Regions from separate parts of the Rattus norvegicus genome. Here region 1 is linked to region 2. The links are chromatin contacts, called in public Hi-C maps. All regions are on one chromosome and are shown on one strand. The core of a region is the stretch at or near the end of the contact, and the rest is flanking DNA. Distances in the headings are between cores, read along the strand shown. Region 1 overlaps Atp6v0d2 (ATPase H+ transporting V0 subunit D2). Region 2 holds the start of Slc7a13 (solute carrier family 7 member 13).

Evidence for each region. A called contact is a pair of places that touch in the nucleus more often than the background predicts.
Region 1: a contact with region 2 is called in a Hi-C map of kidney, with 1.9 times the contacts expected there. The contact joins the enhancer-like site here to the promoter of Slc7a13 in region 2. A contact is called at or near these places in 3 of 12 Hi-C or Micro-C datasets (Schwann cells, kidney and liver).

The regions. Positions count from the first base shown.
Region 1 is chr5:38,146,318-38,150,805 of GRCr8, forward strand. All of the region lies in intron 2 of Atp6v0d2 (ATPase H+ transporting V0 subunit D2), which reads right to left. Among named protein-coding and RNA genes, the nearest start is that of Atp6v0d2, 34 kb to the right of the region's middle. Within about 2 kb of position 2,749, at least 4 of the 93 cell types and tissues checked have an H3K27ac peak or open chromatin away from gene starts, as enhancers often do. A contact at or near this core is called in kidney, where this site is marked.
Region 2 is chr5:38,071,937-38,076,059 of GRCr8, forward strand. Slc7a13 (solute carrier family 7 member 13) reads left to right here and starts at 2,362. Exons shown (of 4, transcript NM_001012100.2): 1 at 2,362-3,113. The coding sequence starts at 2,423.

The sequences.
Region 1 (4,488 bases), core at 1,499-3,998, 75 kb after region 2:
AAATAGTGGAAGAATATGCCTGTAGAATATATGCTTTGCGAAAGTTAGTTTACTTGATCTAGGTAAAAATCACTGTAATGTTGATTCTGTCATTATCTCCAGAGGCCCAGATGGATGCAAAAGTAGCCCACGAGAGTGGTTATGGCTAAGAAGTGGGACAGCTGAGATCCAAACTCATACCGTGTGTTGTAGGATACTACTTCTTAATCCTTATATTATGCTGTTTTTAGTGTTTAGGACCACAAGTAAATTGGGGGCTCTTAGAAGAGAAGAGACAGTGTGGGAAGAAGATGGTTTCAGTGTATACAGATATTTTGGACAGAATGAATTATACCCAAGAAGATGATAGAAAGCTTCAGAAGTGTAACCTAAGATAGCTAGAGGCAGGAAGAGGGCAAGTTAAAGCTAGAAGGCAAAGGGATTAAGCTCACTTCCTAGACAGCATATATGCTGGCTTGTTTTATGTCCACTTTACACAGTCTAGAGTCATCTGAGAGGAAGGATCCTTAATTAGGAAAAATACTTCCATAAGACTGGGCTATAGGCAAACCTATAGGACATTCTGTTAATTACTGATTGATGTGGAAGGGCTGTCCCTGGGCTGGAGGTCTTGAGTTCTGTAAGAAAGCAGGCTGAGCAAACAAGTAAGCAGCATCCCTCTTTGGCCTCTGCATCAGCACCTGCTTCCAGTCCCTGCTCAGTTTGAGTTACTGCCCTAGCTTCCCTCATTGACTGACGTTCAGGATATGTAAGACAAATAAACCCTTTCCTATCTTCATTACTTCTGATCACAGTGTTTTTTTTCAAAGCAGTAGGCACTCTAAGACAGTATGTAAAGTGTTCCCCTTGTAAACTATAGAAGTCTCCTTACCATTCAAGAGCTGAAGGGTATGGACTAGAATGGCCAGATGGGAAGAGAGCTAGGGCAGTGAACTCCAACAGGCTCTAGAAAGTTATAAGGAGATTTCATTGAACACGGGCATATTAAGGTAGACACCGACATAGGCATCCATAGGCTATAGGTACTAAGAGTCCATCTGAGATAGTAAAAGCACTCAGTAGGTATGCTTGGGGGAGCGTAAAAGAAGAAAGGCAGGCAGAGCCTGATACGTATATGTTTAAAGAAATGGGAAAAGAGAAGGAGAGCGAGAGAGAGAGAGAGAGAGAGAGAGAGAGAGAGAGAGAGAGAGAGAGAGATCGTTCATATTTGTTTCAGCTGAGAGAGAAGAAATGGTGTGCAATGCCAAGGGGAAAGAAGCAGTGGAGAGAGTAAGGTGGCAGATTGGAGGAGGGAGGGGACAGTCCACTGATGAATTGACAGAGGCCCTCTAGTTTAACAGTGGTGGAAGACTGCATCATTGCCACCATATAGATTTGAAAAGTGAGATACTTTGTTACAGATTTCACTGAACCTGAATAGTTGGAAATGCTATTGCTGGAGCTCAGTGCATGGTTTACAGGCTCACTGAGCACCAATTCATTTCCATTTGGAAGAGCAAAGTCTTCTTCGCTCTGGTGAGTCTACAGTTTACCCCACTGAGAATTCTAACTAGCATTCTTGAAGGAGACAATTATCCCCTTCATTAAAAGCACTTGACTATAAAGTTTCTTTACCTCCCAAACAGCGGTACCACATTTAGACTTTGTGAAATTTTAGAATCCACTTTATCTGTTGAAAATGATTCCAGCATGGTATTATTTACTTAACTGTCCCTCTAAGCGCAAAAGAAATTACCCGATAAAGGGTTTGCTATCACTTAATAGTCCTTGGTAAGCTTTGGGCACTTGATGTTCCCTGCAGCACCTCTGAAATGTAAGAGCATACGCACAGATGACATTGTCCAGCTTAAGTCAGTGGTATGAAGAAGATTTGCCCACATGTAATGGGCTTCAGAAGGTGCAGACTTGTGTGTATTGCATGTGCGTATGTTTCCACTACGACAGAAGTTGGCTTCCTATTAAAAAAAAAAAGGACAAGGGTAATACTGATTGGATTGAGCTTTATTTCAGCTTCCTTTTTTGAGTGGACTTGTTTCTCAGATGGGACTATAACACCAGTCCTCCTAGTGTCCTTTAGGAAATGAATGATTGGGAGGTATCACTTTCCTGTCCCCTCCTTCACTCCTTGTTCTCATTACACACATATACCAGGTTCATCAACACCATCAACCCTTGGACATGGGACATCCATCAAATGACAGACTACTTTCTCTAGCCATAATATCTATAAAGCTCCCTGGTGGTGATATGGTGGCTAGCTACAAGAGGCCTGGTTATCTATTTAGTTCAAATTCCCGCTTTAGATAATTTTGCTCATAGGTACTGTAGTAGCCAGGATCAGTACCTACTCAGGTGGAGTAATGTTCACTTCTACTCATGGTCTATGCCAATATCCCCATTTTTAGTCCCTTTCTACATAATACCCTCTGGTATTAGCATCTGGGAAAATCATGAAAACACCTAAAATCATGTTATAATCATTCAATTTCAAAACACTTTAAGTTGTTAAAAGTAGGTTTTAGGTGGGGCACGGTGGAACACGCCTCTAATGCTACTAGGTCGTGAAGTGAAGGGGCCACACAGGTTTGAGGCCAAGTTGATCCAGAGAGTGAGACCCTACTTCAAAACTGCAAGTGATTGTTAATCATTGTAGAGTTTTAGTATGTGCAAGCGTTTCTCCCTCAGGCGTCCTGACAGTCTACTGCAGAGACGTCACAGCTCGGGGCACGGAGTCTAAGGCTGTGGAATGTGTCTTCAGGTCATCTTGCTCGAATCTGGCAGCAACCTGTTGGCAGTAATGCCAACTTGCCTCTCTGTGAAACCTCTTTTCCATTCCAAGTATCCACCACTTCCTCAGGTTGTGTAAAATGCCTACACAGTGTTGCCTTGGGTAGATAAACAACCACGTTCAAAGCCAAGGCTTCAATTCCTTTATCCAGTTTAGATAAAACAACCAGCTCAAGCCAGACACTTCCAGCATTTCCCTTTGGTCTCAGATTTCCTCTCTCCTCTTGGACTTTCACTTGTTCTTTAGCTTGTTTAAGAGTCTTGAAAAACATATTTTCTGTACAACAATGACCAGATTCTGAACTCATAGGGCTGTTGCTGAAAGTCAGCTCAGAGTTATTACTTTACTGAGTTAGAAAAACTTCCTTTTATAGATAAAAAATTTAATATGTCAGTGTCATTAACAGCGACTGTGAAACGGCTGCCCTTTGCTAAGTACTGTGGGTGTAAGATAGAAAAAGACAAATGTTTGCTAGAAGGACTGTGAAGGGATTGTGACCAGGTATTTGATGTAAAACTCACAGAGAATCAATAAAAGTATTATTCGGGGGAAAAGAGATGAATGCTTTCTATGGAAGACACGGGTCAGTGATGGCCCTGGATAATTTGTGGAGTACTGATCAGGTGTGGTATAGGATGCCTTGCTGCTAGAATATGTTTTGTAAGCATAGATTATTAGGACCAGGAAGAAGATTCATTGCATTGTATCAAGGGTAGATGTTAACATAATTTTGCATCTTTGATATTGACTTGATTTCTGGGCTAAGGTAGCATTTGCCAGGTTTCTCCAAAGTAAAACTGCTCCATCTATTCTCTCCATGTTGCATCTTTTGAGTGTCTGTCTCTACATGCATTGTCCCTGAGAAGTGGTGATGACGATTTTGCCCTTAGTACAGAGAATCTGCAATAATTCCAGGAATTTTTCTACAATGGAGATTGTTTCTCCATCACTTATTAATTAATTTAATCATTTGTTTGCACCGACACTAACCCACGGTGTTTATTTTCTACCTGGGATGATAGTTCAATGCTACTTCCTTTATTTTGGGCACAGATTGTCCCAGCTTTGGCTACTCTGAGTTCTTTCACTTGGCCTCATGTTCCTTTCACATGACTGTGTCATTGTAGTTTGGTTCTTAGCACTTCCTCCATTTCTGGCACTATAAAGTGGTCTAGGCTAATTCTGCACATTTCCTGTCCCAGCCCTAGAATCAGCTATTTCTCTGAGGAAATATTTTGATCCTATTTTTGAGCAAATAGTGCTAGAGCCAACATCTGGGTACTAGTTGGGTTTGCTAAGAGGACACTATTTCTGTTAGAACTTCTCAGCTGAGAGAATGAAGTTCCTGTGTGTGTTCTAACCAAATATCCAGCCCACTGCAATTTTAATTCAATACCCACTACTCAACAATATCAGCCACATTTTTTCCTTCTATTGTGGAAGCAGAATAGTCACGAATTTTCAGCTCTAAAGAAATGGGTTTCATGGGTTTCAAATCTATGGTTCTGAGAGTATGGTCTTTGCTTCTTCTAAACACACATAGTTTTATTGTGGATGCATAATATAAAATAAAATAGATGCCTGTTTTTAATTTATACATTACTGTTCCGAAGATTGGACCAGACTTCTGAGATGCCATAACAGTCTCCTGTCACTGAGTTATGTGTCCAGCTATGATCTGGACTCTGAGATTTCTTTAT
Region 2 (4,123 bases), core at 1,112-3,611:
GTGGCAAGCATATTGAAAGTAAACATAATCTTTTCCTCCACAAGATGGGGCACAAAGATAGTATGCAAATGATACAGAAAAATTAGAACTTTTTTTCCTTAATTTGGAAAGTTCTAACCAAAAGCATGAAAGAGTGTACTAAAGCAATATTTATTTTCCTGTAGATGCCTGAAAAATCTAAATGCACATTATTAAACTAGAGTCCAAAGTTCAGGGCAAGTAGCCAAAAGATCCCTAATTTTAAAATTATTGTTTATCAAAAGTAAACCTGTGTCCTCAATCTGTGAATTATTAAAATAAGTAAATAAGCTTCTAGGTAGGTCTCCTTGTCAGTTCTTCTCATGTGAAATAATTCTTCATTTGTATTGCCAAGGACTGGGAGTGGAGCTTAGTCATGCAGTAAGTGCTTAATATGCACAAGGCCTGGGTTCAATCCCCAGTACAGAACAAAGAGCAAACAGGAACAAGAAGGAAAGAAGAGAAGGGAAGGAGAAAAGAGAATATTTGTAGGGTAAAGGGAATGTTTTTCTCTCCTAATAAAAGTTTGAAATTTTAAGACTGCTAAAATAAATAGGCAATAGGTTGATTAAAAGGAGAAAAAACCCATGGGTTTATTAACAGTCACATGTATACAGGAGCCACATAAAATATGAGGCTCAAAGAGGCCCCCAGTGATTGACTCTTACATAGGAAAGATGGAGGTGAAGAAGCTGTAGGCAAATTTTACTAGGATAGTAAACGATTTATAGGGAGGAATGAATGAACTCACAGTGGCCAGGGGCAAATTCCTCTGGGTTCTATGTGAAGCGGTGTTTAATTTTCAACCTCTGTCTGTAGTGTGAGTTTAATCTTTCTTGGTTAATGAAATTTCTCATCCTTAGTAACTTATATTCTTTGTTGTTGTTGTTCTTGCTGTGAAGAATGCTAAGTCATTTAGAAGAATTTGGCTCTTGGTTCTGGACAGTGAGCAGTCTAAGAGCATGGACCTGCTGTCTGCTCAGTATTTAGTGAGGATATGCTTACTGTATCCTAGAACTGGAAGAAAGACAAAACAACCATCCTGGGTGTCTCTTTCTCTTCTTATGAAGCCACTAACCTTGTCATGGTATCCCACCTTTATGATCTCACCTAACTCTAACTTCCAATAGTTCTCTCCAATACCATTGACCTATAACTTTGGGAATTCATTTTTTTTCAGTACCTGAACAATTTTAGAGAATACATTCAAGCCATAATATTCTTTCCCAAATATGTGTCATAGTCTCAGGTAAAATACATTAATTCAATTCCAATAATCTCCAAGTATCAGTCCATTTAGCACCAACTCAAAAGATTGATCATCTGACTTGAATATGGGTCAGATTTAAGTCCTGCACCATCCTGGGAAAAATTCACTGCAGTTTTGAAAGTATGAAATGAAAGAAAAATCTACTTCCAAAATGCAGTGTTGGGATAGACATAGGACAGAAGAATTAATTCAAAGGGGACAATAGGCAAGTACAAAGGAAACTGTCACCAGTCACACTCAAAACCAAACAGAACACATGAAGTTTTAAGCCTGGAGAAGCACTTCCTTGACTCCCATCTTACCTCCAAGGTGTAGTGATCCTGTTTGCATAGCTACATTAGACAATTTTCCCATGGGGTCACACTTCATTTTTGATTTCTTGATGAAAATTTCAGCCACACTTGGGGAAGCCAGCAATGCTGTGCCTTGAATTGATCCTTGTGTGTCAGCCTCCTGAGTGGCTGAGACTATAGGCACTCTACGTCTTGATTCCCTGAAAATGCTCTGTATTCTCCAACATACTTTCATTCTGCTTCCTTCCTAATCTCCTCTCTTATCTCACTGCAAAACATTGAAATCTGGGTATGGTGATGTATGCTGGTGAGGCAGAAGTAATGTGTAGGTTTAGTCCTGCCTTGTGTATAAGGCAAGGTCCAGGGCAGCCAGGGTTATATTGCAAGACCCAGTCACAGACAGACAGATAAATACCCACAGAAAAGCCCACTTGTTTCCCAGTTTTGAAATTTCTTCCACCTCGTATCTTTCTTGTGACTTTTCAGTTGTCCACCTAATCTTGGCAATTGTCCGTGGATGCAGTGAACACAGCACAGACAAGTTCTTAGCAACTTTAACAAGAACACTCTTTATTCCCGTTTCCTAACCTTGATTCCTTTAAAATTCCCTTTTCAATTGAAATGCCTGATTCTGATAATTATTAAAAGAAAGGTCAGACTAAGTCCTTACAGGTAACCAACCCATTTTATTTCACTTAAATGTGTCACACCTACTTTGTTAATTATTGAACATAGATCATATTTAATAGAGGTGGAATAAGAAGAGAGCTGTACATTCAGAGCATCTATATAGGTAGAAACATTCACAGACTAGAATTTTGTTGAGCGTAAACTACTCTCAATGGCAATGGATATAGAGAAGAAAATATATCTCAAGAGACAACTTGGATATTTCTGGGGGACAAATTTTTTAATTATCAATATAATTGGTGCAGGGATATTTGTGTCCCCCAAGGGAGTGCTACAGTACTCTTCCATGAATGTGGGAGTCTCCTTGTGTGTTTGGGTTTTCTGTGCAGTGCTGTCCATGACCAGTACTCTCTGTGCTGCAGAGATTGGAATAACCTTCCCATACACGGTGGCTCACTACTATTTTTTAAAGAGATGCTTTGGCCCTTTTGTGGCATTCCTAAGACTTTGGACTTCCTTGTTTACGGGCCCAGGCGTACTGGCTAGTCAAGCTCTGCTACTCGCCGAGTATGGCATTCAGCCTTTCTATCCCAGCTGCTCTGCCCCGGCTGTACCAAAAAAATGTCTGGCCCTGGCGATGCTGTGGATTGTGGGAATTCTGAATTCTCGTGGTGTGAAAGAGCTGTCATGGCTTCAGACAGTGAGCATGGTGCTGAAGATGGGTATACTTAGCTTCATTTCCCTCAGCGGCTTGTTCTTGCTGGTGACAGGGAGGAAGGAGAACGTGCGAAGGCTTCAGAATGCTTTTGATGCCGAGTTTCCAGAGGTCTCTCGGTTGATAGAAGCTATCTTCCAAGGATACTTCGCATTTTCTGGCGGAGGAAGTTTTACATACGTAGCAGGTAATTATTAATCTGGAGGGGGGGGGGAGAAAACATGGCTGATATGTTGTATGTGAAGTGAGAATCTTTCATTATGCATTGACTATCATCTTAGCGATTTTATCAAACTCTATAGCGATCTTCATTCATTAAGTTCCTAAATCACCTATTCTTAATTTTTCTCCCCATTCAATTCATTTCAAACTAACATGAAAACAAACAAAACCCTTCTCTTTTTCATCTTAATTTTTCTGGGACCAGAAATATGAGACCTCCTGATTTAATGCACTTTTTCTTTCTGTTAATGCATAAATGCTCAGAGGGTGCAAAAAACTCAGTCCTGTGAAACTGTGGATCCAGGAATGTCGTAAAGCCAGACTGGGTTGTGTTGCAAGTGGCTGCACTCTTCGGCTCTTCACTGATTTCATTTATTTAGTTTTGGAATCGTGTTTTTTAATTATAAAAATTTCTTCTTCCATGGATGAATGTGTTGCTAAAGGTTCATACGAAATTACATTTGGGAGATGGGGTGGGGTCATACACAGCTCAATATTAGAGCATTTACTTAACATGCTTGAGGCTCTGGGTTTGATTCCTAGGACAAGAAAAAAGTTTTGGATTATTGCCAGTACCAACGGTCATCTGAGAGAGGTTTCCTTTTCCTCACCCCTCAGCCTGGCCCTCCTGGACACATGAAGTGGACGCGCTCCTACAGCTTCAAGACCTTTCCTTACCATGGCAGCTGTGCGCTGCTGTAGCCCTTTCTTGTGGGGCATTGCTTCCTTGTTCGCCTCAGGGCATTGCTTCCTTGTTCGCCTCAGGGCAGGGGCTTTGCTTTGCACCTGTACTAGGTCCTTTAGGTATTTTTTTTTTTAAACATAAGAGAATCATGAATCATAGCTGTCTTGACAGCTCTCAGGCAACACTTAATACCTCCCTTTCTTTTCTTTTTCTTTCTTTTTTCTTTTTTTTAACTTTCTTTATTAGATATTTTATTACATTTCAAATGTTATCCCCTTTCCCGGTTGCCC